Linked DNA regions of Danio rerio: region 2 is linked to region 1. A link is a contact called in public Hi-C data. All regions are on one chromosome and are shown on one strand. The core of a region is the stretch at or near the end of the contact, and the rest is flanking DNA. Distances in the headings are between cores, read along the strand shown. Region 1 overlaps trps1 (trichorhinophalangeal syndrome I). Region 2 holds the start of trps1 (trichorhinophalangeal syndrome I).

What was found. Hi-C and Micro-C count contacts between places; a contact is called where the count stands out from the background.
Region 2: a contact with region 1 is called in a Hi-C map of embryo, with 1.6 times the contacts expected there. The contact joins the promoter of trps1 here to the enhancer-like site in region 1. A contact is called at or near these places in 1 of 18 Hi-C or Micro-C datasets (embryo) and 1 of 4 datasets of contacts at active chromatin or transcription factors (caudal fin).

The regions. Positions count from the first base shown.
Region 1 is chr19:48,325,380-48,328,815 of GRCz12tu, forward strand. The region is part of intron 6 of trps1 (trichorhinophalangeal syndrome I); the gene reads right to left. Among named protein-coding and RNA genes, the nearest start is that of trps1, 170 kb to the right of the region's middle. Within about 2 kb of position 2,127, at least 11 of the 62 cell types and tissues checked have an H3K27ac peak or open chromatin away from gene starts, as enhancers often do.
Region 2 is chr19:48,497,701-48,501,126 of GRCz12tu, forward strand. It overlaps trps1 (trichorhinophalangeal syndrome I), which reads right to left and starts at 1,846. Exons shown (of 8, transcript NM_001177934.1): 1 at 1,557-1,846.

The sequences.
Region 1 (3,436 bases), core at 877-3,376:
GGTATACTCCATGTCACCCTTCCCTACTTTGCATTTATATACTGTAGCAGCATTGATGCAAAAAAATGTGTTCAATAAACTGCACATTAAAAAAAGAAGAGGAAAAACCTCTCCTGGAGAGATATCTGAGAGACAGAAAGAGCTTCTTGACATGTCAAATGCATCCTCTGAAGAGACCGACACAGAGAACTTTAAAATGAGAAAATAAGACGTGATATATCCTGCTGGAGAGGCCTGACGAAAGCAGCATTTCACTCAAATACCCATAATGCTCCTGGGCTCAGGGGTAAGAGAACTCATTCAGTGTTGAGTTAAAGGGATCAAACAGTAAAGCGTTTTATTATGTGTCTTCCCACACTTTTAAAGAGAAGCGAGACATGGCAGCAGACTACAAATATTACAATTTCAAATGAAAAGAATAAATCTTAGATTATAACCCTTAGAGTTAATATTATTATAATAATTATATTATATCAGCTACATAATTATATCTGTATAATGTAATAATAATAATAATAATAATAATAATAATAATAATAATAAATGCCTTTATTTTCATATTAAATAGTTATATTGTACGCATATTGCAAATTATTATATGTTATTAAGGTCATTTTTTGTATTTTAAAATGATTAATGTTATGCATATTGCCAATAATAATAATAATAATAATAATAATAATAAGAATAACATCAATATTACTAATAAAAACAATAATAATAACAATAGTAATACTAATCATAATATCAATAGCAATAATAATAATAATAAATATAGAAAAAATAATAACAATTATAACAAAAATAATAATAAATTAGCAATAATAATAATAATAATAATAATAATAATAGCAATAATAATAATAGCAATAATAATAACAATAACAATAATAATAATAGCAATAATAATAATAATCATAATAATCATAATAATAATAATAATAATAATAACAACAATAATAATAATAGCATATTGGTTATACAGCATACCACAAAGAGTACAAGGTCATGTGACACTTAAGACTAAAGTAATGATGCTAAAAATCAAGCTTAGCGTCAATAATTAATTACATCTTTTTACATGTTTGTGTGTGTGAGAGAGAGTGTGTGTGTGTGTGTGTGTGTGTGTGTGTGTGTGTGTGTGTGTGTGTGCTTGTTTGAGAGAGATTATGCATATCTGTGTGTTTAAAGTGTGTGCGCGAGCGTGTATTTGGTGTGTGTCTGTTTGTGAGATTGTGTGTTTGCATGTAAAAAGTTTGTGCGAGAGTCTGAGAGAAAGTGTGTGTTTGTATTTGCGAGAGTGTGTGTGTGTGTGTTTGTCTGTGATAAATAGTGTGTTTGTATAGTGTGTGTTTGTCTGCGTGAAAGTGTTTGTGTGTAAAAAAGTGTTTGTGTGTGAAAGTGTGTGTGTGTGTGTGTGTGTGTGTGTGCGCGCGTTTGCACACGTTTGTGTGAGCGAGTCTGTGATTGTGTGTGAGAAAAAGTATGTGTATGTGTGTGTAGTCAGCTGAGGGTAATGAAAGCAGTGGTGGTCTCGGCGCTGCTCTTTGAGCCCACACCGCTGGCCTGATGATCCAGCCGTTGCCATGACACTGGCCTTGAGGAGCTCCATTATTTCCCTCCTGCAGAATTTATGCGCACACACACATACGTGTTTGTTTTTGTGAATTGTGGGGACATCCATAGGTTGTCATTGTTTTTCTACTGTGCGGACTGTATTTTGTATTGGCTTAACTCTACACTACTCCTAAACCCACACTCACAGCACAACGAAAAAACTCACTGTGTGATTTCAAAGCTTCTGGAGAAGTGAGGACGTCAGCAATGTCCTCATAATGCGCCACCTTCCAGTAAAACCTGTGTCAAACCTGTGCTATTTTACAGATTTGTGTCCTGATATGTCACAAAAACATGCACACTATCACACACACACACACGCACACCTCTGCATTCATCTCCACACGGCGGCTCTGGCTTATCTGTGTCCAATTAACAGAGCAACATCTTCCTGGGTTTGTGTGTTTATTTCTGGCTTTCTTCCTCTCCGTGTCTATCCCTCCCGTCTCTCTCTCTTTCCATCCGCTGTCTCTCTTTTCCCTCTGACCGCAACTGTCACACACAACATTAACTTACAGCCATATTTTAGCAGTACAGAAACGCAGCCTTTAGTCATGAAGCCTGAACGTGATTGATACCAGACGAGGCGAGCTGTTGAAAACACTGTTTACATTCCCGTAAGAAATCAGATGAGGCCTTTCTGGAGGAGTTTCAACTCACTCACTGCGCTGTCACAATGCGAATGCCCACTACATCACATCCACAGATACACACAGCGTACACCACTACCTGACACTGGTCTTGTGGCCTATCCAAGCTTTAGGAACAACAAATAAGTTGACTTCTAGTTGATCATTTGGTATCAGAAGTGGCTTATATGAAAGGCAAAGGCCTCTAGATGACGCTTATTTTACCCAAATAAAATATGATCATGGCTTGATTTTGAATGATTTGATTAGGACAGTAAGGTCTGACTTTGCTTAGACTAAAGTCTTGTCACTGAACAGAAATAATGTCCAGTATAGAATATAAAGTCCTGCTGCAGTGGAGACAGAATGAATATTGTGTCTGACTCCATCATGAGCTTGGAGGACTGCATCCATACATCTCTGACATGACTCCAATCACTGATTAATAAAGTCATCTGGAACGGCAAAGAAAGCGATCTTGCAGGACTCCCAGAGCTCATCAAGAGTCTTTGGATTCATCTTCAATGCCTCCTCCATCTTCCCCCAGGCATGCTCAATAATGTTTATACCTGGTGACTGTGCTGGCCAATCCTGGAGCACTTTGACTTTTTTATTTTTTTCTCTTCTTTAAATATTTCCCAAATGATGCTTAACAGAGGAAGGAATTTTTCACAGTATGTCTGATAATATTTTTTCTTCTGGAGAAAGTCTTATTTGTTTTATTTCGGCTAGAATAAAAGCAGTTTTAAATTTTTTTAAACACCATTTTAAGGTCAAAATTATCAACAGTCTACAGAACAAAGCATCATTATACAATAACTTGCCTAACTACCCTAACCTGCCTAGTTAACCTAATTAACGTAGTTAAGCCTATAAATGTCATCACAGCAGAGATAAAATAAATCAGTTACTAGAGATGAGTTATTAAAACTGTTATGTTTAGAAATGTGTTGAAAAATCTCTCTGTAAAACAGAAATTGAGGGAAAAAAATCAAAAGGGGGGTTAATAATTCAGACTTCAACTGTATATAATTATATTTATATATAATGTTATATATAATAAGTTAGTAAATATTTTATACAGTATGGCATATCTTTACTTCCAGTTATAGCACTAAATGTTATAGTACTACGTAAAGTGTTACCAAATAAATAGACATGAAAGAACATCTTACATCGTACGTAAATCA
Region 2 (3,426 bases), core at 596-3,095, 170 kb after region 1:
TTCCCTGTTGACTGTATGTGAAACTTTGTTTACAGTTGGGAGTTTCTCTATATGATGACCTGCATTTGCCTGCACGGGCTTTGTCATTAAGAAACTTTTACTGACAAACTATTTCAGTAAGAAAAAAAGAACATATCATTTCCAGACTGCCCGAGTGTGGCAACTTTCAGGGTTTACAGGAAACATCGCAAACTCATCTACTGGAACCAACATAGGATTTCATATCTTCAACAATCAGACACAGGTTACGCTCGAGTGAAGTGTGGGTGATTTTATCAGCTTTGAGATAAATACTTGTTTCCACCCACTTGAAGATACTAATGACATCTAATGTGAAAGTGACTGTAAAACCAAATTAACTGGAAACATAACCACAGTTGCAGAACTGAGGAGTCAAAATACAAGTTACTTACGACATACACAACGAATATCTACTAAACACATATCAAATATGTTCCTACTGTCTGACTGATAACATCAGAAAGCAAACGATAAGAAGAAAACGACTATGTGTCAATAGAAAATGGACACAATCCACACACATGCCTTCATATTAGCGGATTAAAACAGACTTATTTAAATTCCTTCAGTCGAGAAAGTTTTGTTTTAGAGAAAGGGAGAGAGTGATAAGCTCCATCACGCCACTATGGTCACGCCACAAGAAACTTTGTGAACTACAGCCCCCCAAAAACACACCTAAGTGCGAAAGTTGCCCACAAAGACGCTAAAGCAAATACTGAAAACTGTTTCCCACGAGTTAACTTTTACAGGTTAACAAAGAAACATCCAAATGAGGAAAATACCCACAGTCAGTTACCGCTATTCACAAAGTTTTCCTCAGAAACGTGCCGCGCGTCTCCATCGCCTCGAAGAGCACATCTTTCCACAACAAAAACCGCAAAATGTCGATTAAAAAGCCTGTTAGGATCCGCGGACTGTCATGTAAACAACTGCGAACTTCTTTGTGTGTGGAAAATGAAGTGTAACGTTCAGCGCGTTGCCATGCCTACGCGTTTTCTTATCGTACATCAGTTACGGAAAGTTTTCGAAGTTTGTGTGGAAAGCGCCATTCAGCTCGAAGCATCATCATTTACGCAAAAAAAAACAGTAGCCTACACACTTGATGAAACTTTGTAGAACTTGAGTTGGGAAGCCATTAGCTACTTTAGCGCGCCGGTTTACACGTAAACAATGCGCCCCGGTCGCGGCTTACATTATTACTACATTCTGGATAATATCTTGCGCAAAACGCGTTGCAACACGGCGTGAAATGGCTGAAGAGAAATGGGAAGGAGAGCAAAACACCTCTAAGAAAAACTACTGGGAGCTACGAATTAAACTGGCGACAATTTCGCGAATGGCACGTCGAAATCCGCTCTTATTTTTTTGCATTTGCAAAGTAGCAGCACTCAACTGATTCAGCAGCAGCAAATCCCTTCGCCCTTCTCTCAACATTACATAACATTCACCCCTAAAAGACATCAGGAACTACAGGCTAAAACGCACATCGTTCTTCTGCCGTGATCGCAATGCTCATTGATTCGCTTTCTCCTTACCTGTTGATTAAATTGCAATAGTCTTTGCAGTCTGAAAGATGGTGGAGCTTTGGCGTGAGCCATGGAGCGTCTTTGTGTTGTTTGTTTGTTGATCTCGGGCAATGATTTCTTTTTTATGGGGATGTAAGATTGCGAATTGCTCCTGTACACGTGAAATCTTGGGAGACTGTGTTTGATAGTAAAAAAACGCCTGAGTCTGGGGTGGAAAAAAGGAGGCTGGTTTTTGCAGTGATCTCAGTTCTTTATCAGAAATGTTATCGCTTGTCAGGACCTCAGACTCCAAGCATTACGTCAGTTTCAAGACACCAACACTATTAATATCAAGAAGCCCTTGCGGAGGAAAGCGCCACCCTAGAGCGCGCACTCTTAAAGGGACAGTGACCGCTAAAAGAGCTCCAGCTCCAGCCGCTCTGCAGCTTCGCCATAGAAACTCACAGCTTTGCTTCTCAGCTGGTGGCTTCGCACTTCTGTTCTGAAAAAAAGGAAAAAAAAAACACGTTTCCGCCGGTGAATGAAAAGGTAATTAGTTTTTCGCACAAGCCCTACGTTGCAACTCACAATACAAAGAAAACAATCAATGAAAATGCATTAAATTCGGGTTTATTTTCATGCAATTACTAGTTTGTGTCATGCAAGTTTATGTCTCACAGTTTTGAAGGAGAATAAAAAATATTTAGAGCAAGCTTAAACTTGGAAAAAGCATAAAATTAGTATTTATTTTCTTGCAATTACTAGTTTGTGTCTTGCAAGCTAATCTCTCACAATTTTAAAGAAAAAGTATTTGTTTTCAAAAGCTTACATTTGAAAAAGGCATGCAATTCTGATTTATTTTCAATTACTAGTTATATATCTTGAAAGTTTATCTCTCACAATTTTAAAGGAAAAAATATATTTAGAGCAAGCTGAAACTTGGAAAAAGCATAAAATTAGTATTTATTTTCTTGCAATTACTAGTTTGTGTCTTGCAAGTTGATCTCTCACAATTTTAAAGAAAAAAGTATATTTAGAGCAAGCTGAAACTTGAAAAAGCATGCAATTCTGATTTATTTTCATGCAATTACTAGTTTATATCTTGAACGTTTATCTCTCACAATTTTAAAGGGAAAAAATATTTAGAGCAAGCTAAAACTTGAAAAAAGAATACAATTCTGATTTATTTACATGCAATTACTAGTTTATATCTTGAAAGTTGATCTCTCACAATTTCTATTTAGTCTCCACTTTCCTTACTAATATGCAACTCCCTCTCTGACTCCTCCACTAATTACAAAAAAAATAAATAAATAAAAATAATAAACTACTAATGCTTTCCTTCTTAGACTTTACACACCTGAAACTTCCCTACAGCACTTATTCATTGTTGCTCTTATAGTTGTGTAAATTGCTTCCTTGTCCTCATTTTTAAGTCGCTTTGGATAAAAGGGTCAGCTAAATGACTGAATGTAAATGTAAATGTATATTTAGAGCAAGCTTAAACTTGGAAAAAAACATACAATTCTGATATATTTTCTTGCAACTACTATAGTCTGTGTTTTGCAAGTTTATCTCTCACATTTTAAAGGAAAAAATATTTAGAGCAAGCTTAAACTTGGAAAAAGCATACAATTGTGATTTTTTTTTTTTGCAAGTTTTTAGTACTAATTATGTCTATATTTTAACTTGTATTCTTGCATTTATATCTCAGTTTTAGAGCAAAATTTTTTTTAGAAAAATCAAACTTGAAATTGTTTTTAAAACAAAGTCAACATTAATACAGAAACAACACAGAAAAAAACAAAAGTTTTGTTCCAAAGTTTTGACTTGTTTTCTAGCAAGTTTATCTTTCACCATTTTAAAAGAAAGAAAATATTTAGAGAACGTTTAAACTTGA